Linked DNA regions of Rattus norvegicus: region 1 is linked to region 2. A link is a contact called in public Hi-C data. All regions are on one chromosome and are shown on one strand. The core of a region is the stretch at or near the end of the contact, and the rest is flanking DNA. Distances in the headings are between cores, read along the strand shown.

Region 1 (3,123 bases), core at 332-2,831, 35 kb after region 2:
GCACACTGTTAGCAAACAGTAATATCCTAGCAGATGCTGGTTCTGTTTGGCACTGCTGGGCAGAGACTCTGGGCTCTTGAACATTGCTTGAGCCTAGGATCTCAAGTCCATTCTGGGTAACATAGTGAGACTCTCATCTCAAAAAAGAGCAGGGGGGCGGCGTTGGGGATTTAGCTCAGTGGTAGAGCGCTTGCCTAGCAAGCACAAGGCCCGGGGTTCGGTCCCCAGCTCCAAAAAAAAAAAAGAAAAAAAAAAAAAAAAGAGCAGGGGCTGCAGTCCCTTGAAGTCTTCACCAATTCATACTTTCAGACCTTTTTCTTTTTCTCTCTCAACATCTTTAAACACATGTATCATTGGACAGGAAGTAAGATGAGAGTGGATAGATTTCTTTTGTTGTTGTTGTTTTGTTTTGTTTTTTTCTAGATAGGTTTTCTCTGTGTAACCCTGGCTGTCCTGGAACTGGCTCTGTAGACCAGACTAGCCTCGAACTCAGAGATCTGCCTGGCTCTGACTCCTAAGTGTACCACCCCTGCCTGGCTAATGGGTTTCTTTAGTTTAATGAAGGGAAGGTGACTGGAGAATGACCCAAAGCCATCTGCCCAGAGGGCAAACGCTCACGCACAGCTAGAAGTTTGTAGACTACTGTTCCAAGACACTGAGGTGTCTCTATGGGACCTCTGGTGTCTGTGCCTACATGTCTGCTCTCTGTTGTTCCGATGGGTTTCCAGGCACTGTGTTGCTGGACACCACACTCTGCAGTTCATGAATTGAGTGCTTCGAGTATGCCGTCACTTCTTCGAGTTCCCTCAACCAGCTCAGAAGCTTTCAGTGCCTGAGGCAAGAAACGGTATAGCATTTGTCACAGGGGAAGTCTGAGGAACTAATGACTCATCTCCATTGTGTGGTCCAGATTCAGACAGAGAGATACAGGGAGAGAGGAGGAGAGGGAAACAGAGGAAAAAAGAGGGAAAGAGGGAGAGGGAGATAGGGAAAGGGAGAGGGAAAGGAAGAAAAGGAGGGAAAGAGGTAGAAGGAAGGAGGAAGAGAGACAGAAATGGAGACAGAGACAGAGCGACAGAGATAGAGAGATAGATGGAGAAAGAGAGAGATGCACAGAGAAAGACACACACAGAGAGACAGAAAGGGTGAATGAGCAGACAGCCTAAATTTTTCTTTTGAATGACAGACTATTTGTGTTTCTAAATGACTGGGTTGGATATAGTATTTGGTGGCAAGAGAAAGTCTAAAGTAACCTAAGGTAACCTCTGTGTCTAATTTTGGTGAATTTTAAATGTCCACCTACTCACCTTTCCTTCCTTTCTTTAGGAAAGCTGCTGAAGTGGCCGATCACAGGCACACTGCAGCAAATCTTTAATGGTCTCCATAAATACTGCCGATTAAATAATTAGACACATCTTATCATGGAGCACACGGGCTCTCCTGATCTGAGGCTGCTGGGTCGACCATGTCGGGTTCACAGGACATGAGCCCTGAGACTCTGACAGCACACAGCAGCACAGAACCCTTTCACCTCATACCTGCCGTAGCTACAGGCCAGAGAGTACGGAGTTCCTGATCTGTGATGTCATCTCTTACAGGCTCTGGACTTGACCCTTAGACTTGATGAGGTGGCAGGAAGCTGCTCTCCTAGATTGATACTTAACCCCTTGTCATACCGCCCCAGACAGAGCTGTACACAGTCTGCCAACTCAACTCCTCCCAGGACCATGCCCGTGCCTTGTCTTTCTCTTCATGGCGCTAGGGGAAAACATCTAACACCTTAACAATGTGGTATTTAATACAGCAAACAGATCGTGTTCCTTCAGAGAGGCTATGACCTCCACAAAGGGAGTGCAGAGTCACTAAAATACTTTGTATTTGGTTTGAGAGAAAGAGGGGAAGTTTGCTATTAAACTTAATACCGAATAACAGACAAATCTTAAAACTATGTACTTAAAAACCCATTGCTTTGGGGGACTGGAGAGATGGTCCAGTTGGAAAGTATTTGCTGTGTAAGCATGAGGACCTGAGTTCAGATCTCCAGCTCTCTTGTAAAAGCTGGGCATAGTGTACCTCCATCAGTGATCCAGAGGCAGAAACCAGAAGACGCTTGGGCTTGCTGGCCAGCTAGTCTAGCCACGCATGTGCTCTCCCAGCTCAAGGAAAGACCTTACCTCAAAAACTAAAGTAAGCAGGCCAGTGAGATTCTCAGCAGGAAAGATGGTTGCTATTAAGCCTGATGACACAGGCTTGATCCTGGCACACACAGCAGGAGGAGATTGTCTTTGATTTCCATGCTCATGTGTACATGCATACATAAACTACAGATAAATGTAACACAAAATAATGTGGAGAGAAAGATACAGCATAGACTTCTGGCATCCACATGTAAACATGTAACATACAAATACACACACACAAGCATTTTTTTGTTTTAGTCTGGCTAATGCAAATTGTGGAGAGAAGAGAGGGGTGAGGCAGGAAGAGAATATACAGGGCAGGTTGCCTCAACACAGGTCAGGAGGGGTTAGAGAGGCCACTGTGGCGAGTGTATGTGTGGGGGAGTGTGGGGTGTGGGGGCAAGGGGTGTGGGTGTGTGGGTGTGTAGAGTGTAGTGGTGTGGGTGTGTGGGTGTGTGGGGTGTGGGTGTGGGTGTGTATGTGTGGGAAGTATGAGGGTGTGGAGGCTGAGGGATGTAGGGGTGTGGGAGTGTGGGGTTTAGGAGTATGGGGTGTGGGGGTGAGGGGTATAGTGGGAAGCTGGGTGTATATGTGGGAGATCCAAACTCTTATTTGGGAACCATGAAATCAGCAAGCGCCAACAATTATACTTACAACAAAAGTTTTGTGAGGAACATGTGATTTTATACACAGATATAGGAGTCTGCTTACTTTAAGAAAAATTTCAAGATAAATCAATAACTTTAAATATTTAGGTTTTGACAGGTTTTTAATAAGTTATAGAATCATTTTACTATTAAATATGTAGTTATCTAGTCCTAAGGATTTTTTGTTTGTTTTAAATAAGTCTACCCCTAAATTTTTGTGAGGCCTGGGACAAGAGGCCCATATATTATATATGTAAATATTTGAAAGCTATAGACAAAGTTAATAAGTCTTGTTA
Region 2 (2,928 bases), core at 143-2,642:
AATGATGATAAAAAGGCACAACTGGCTCTAATGCAGGGCTAGAATTGGAGCACAGGGAGGTTAAATATGCAAAGAAAGACCAAACTGGCCAACAGACGGCCTTTCCACGATAGGCCACTGGGTTCAGCTGCGGGAGTCAGACTGAGCCACTGTAGCAATCTCTGAGGAACCTCTCACTGTTTTTATGATAAAAGCAGATTTGTTCCTGAGGACAGATGGAAATAAAGTGAGAAAGGTCCGAGATAGTTAAGAGCTGTGGGAAAGTGATGTGACGGTGGTGTTCAGCTCTAGGTACAGAGGTCAAGCCAGCACTAAAGTGATCTAGGTTCCCAGAGTTAGTGGCTTTGGGAATAGCTATTAATCTAAAAGATATCTAGAAGGAAAACTTGGCCGTGAAGGGTGAACTGAGGCATGGAAAGGAGAGAAAGAAAGGTCACAACTCTGACAAAACGGGGTAATTATGATGCCACAAATGATGGTAACACACATTTATTTTGCCTTCTAACGCTTTCGGATCATACTCTGCATTGGCCTGTGGAGGTGGCAGCTGATTTGTGTAGTACCTTTGTAGGTCGAAGGAAACAAATTGCTTTTAGGTGTTTCATGATCTCTCGATTTTGAGAATCAATTCGTTCGAAGAGGTATACTTCCTTCTGAAGAATCTCTGACTGTGTGTAGACCATGCTCACTATACCAGTCTGTAAAGCAAAAGAACGAACTAAGATTATACCAGTCCGGACTAATAAAAGCACGCATCAATAGCTAAGCCTTTTGTCATTAATACTTGACTAGGTAATTTAAATTCTAATATACAGAATAATATTTACTAAATATCCAAAACCGGCTGCAATGTGTCAGAATGGAAACCTACTGCTCACTCTAAACAGACAACTCAGAAACTTCTAAAGAGGATTTCCCCCATTCCTTTACAGATTTTTTTTAAAGTTGTGGCCAACAAATAACCTGTCATTTCAGCTTGAGCCCTAACAATATACTTTTTAAAACAACGTTGAGTTAAATGTCAGGGTCAACAACTACTTGGCAGACACTGTGGTATAAGAAATCTCTTGGCACCTGTTAGAGCCGGTTAGACTGCACACCCACTGGGAAAGCTTTATACAACTTTTCCAGTGCCAGACAGAACTGACCATTGTCATTAGTGAGAGACTAAGTCCTACAGTGGAACGGAACCAGCAATTCTAAGGAAGGGAGAGCTTCCTTTATAAATATTGAGCAAAAGCGAACTCACCGTCTCTTTATCCATGAGAAGTACCTTCATGCCGGGTCCGCTGTCTTCTATCATTTTGGAAATATACTGCTTCACAGCAAAGACCACGTTCATGGTGGCGAATTGACAGGTGCCCCACACCCTCCCCACCCACTTTCCTGGCTGAATTATCCTCAGGCCTGTTGGGTCTCAGCTGCTTCCGGTCGGCAAAGCTTCGGTTTCCGGGAGTCCGGGTAGCTTCGATACTGGGAATTGTAGTTCCTCTGTGGAGTTGCGAAACCAGACTCAGCCGCTAAGCGCCGGTGCATTTCCCGACGCACCTCAGTTAGGGAGTGGAAGGTAACCAGTTCCCTCGGACAAGCCTGTGCTGGCTTCTAGTCCTTCGTAGGGAGCGCTTGGCGCGCCGCGGGAGACAGCTGTCTCGGACAGAGGAACCATCGAGCGTGGCTATGTTTACTGTCTGCTGAGCATCTTTTCTGGAGACCCGCATAAGAGCCCACGCATGTCATCGTAGCACTGGGCAGGCTGGGGCAGCGGGGTCCTAGGTTCCAGACAAGTCTACTGCATAGCAAGTTCTCTGACAGCCCAGGCTAGGTTACAGCGGGAGACCCCGTTTTCGAAAGTATCCAAACAAAGTAGCATCATGGGACAGCATTAGTAGGTAGTGGAACGAAACTCAGCTGGGTTTCCTAAAGAGAAAAGTGGAGCTGGAATCATCGCATGGTTTGAATGAAAGAACAAAGAGAACGCTGTTTAGGGATGTTGTACAAGAGACCTTACAGACTCCAGGAAGGCACGGAGCTTCCACCGGCCCCCTACTCAGGACCACGGGGACTGCGAACCCACGATGCCAGAGTACTGAATTTCGCGGGCTTGCAGGGACATCAGGTTTCCAGGGCCCCTGAAATAGGATAGGGCAGTTAATTCATGGGGGCTGAAGCAACTGGCTAGCGAATGCAAAGGGAAACACATTTTCATCTAAGAAGCAATGGGCGATTAATAATAAAATAGATCTTTAAGCATCAGTTTTCAGAAAACTCAACAGATCACACAGGTCTATTACCACACTTCTGAACAAGGCGTTTTGGTCCTCACCTTACAGTGGCGATCTGTAAAACCAGGAAGACAAATAACCGCAACAAATCATTGACTATTAATGCGTCAAACATTGCCACCAAAATAATGACGTGAGATATGAAACTGCAAAGGAGTACCAGAGGGGAGAAAGAAATTTTTAGAGAGTGGGGCCCAGATGGGCAAAGTATTGGAATACAAGGGAATGAATAGACGGAGCACAAAACAGAAGGACTATTTACTAGAGGAAGGGAACCAGGGAACTTTGGGAAACCTGGGGTGAGGGAGAGAGGGGCTGGAGGCGGGAAGAAGGGGAACAAATTAAAATGAGATATAACCGTAATGTGTATAAATGCCGTAATGAAACTCAGTATAAATGCTAATTTAAAATTAATTTAAAATCAACACAGCACCACTAAATACTAATTCTTTCAACATACTGTAAGAAATATTCGGTTAAATAAAACAAAAGAACTTAACTGGGTTATGCAAATTATATGAAGTTTCCAAATCTTTTGAGAAAGACCAGAAGTCACTTGAAATACAGATATTTGTCACTTCTAAAATTGCGAAAATGTGTTCTTTTCAGTTTTCCAGTCAAGTAAATAAAACTTCCCACTGGGTGG

Evidence for each region. Hi-C and Micro-C count contacts between places; a contact is called where the count stands out from the background.
Region 1: a contact with region 2 is called in a Hi-C map of hepatocytes, with 2.4 times the contacts expected there. The contact joins the enhancer-like site here to the promoter of Vps45 in region 2.

Annotation. Positions count from the first base shown.
Region 1 is chr2:186,338,625-186,341,747 of GRCr8, forward strand. No RefSeq gene overlaps it. Among named protein-coding and RNA genes, the nearest start is that of Otud7b, 11 kb to the right of the region's middle. Within about 2 kb of position 1,582, at least 11 of the 93 cell types and tissues checked have an H3K27ac peak or open chromatin away from gene starts, as enhancers often do. A contact at or near this core is called in hepatocytes, where this site is marked.
Region 2 is chr2:186,303,785-186,306,712 of GRCr8, forward strand. Vps45 (vacuolar protein sorting 45 homolog) reads right to left here and starts at 1,393. Exons shown (of 15, transcript NM_172072.2): 1 at 1,250-1,393; 2 at 564-698. The coding sequence starts at 1,342.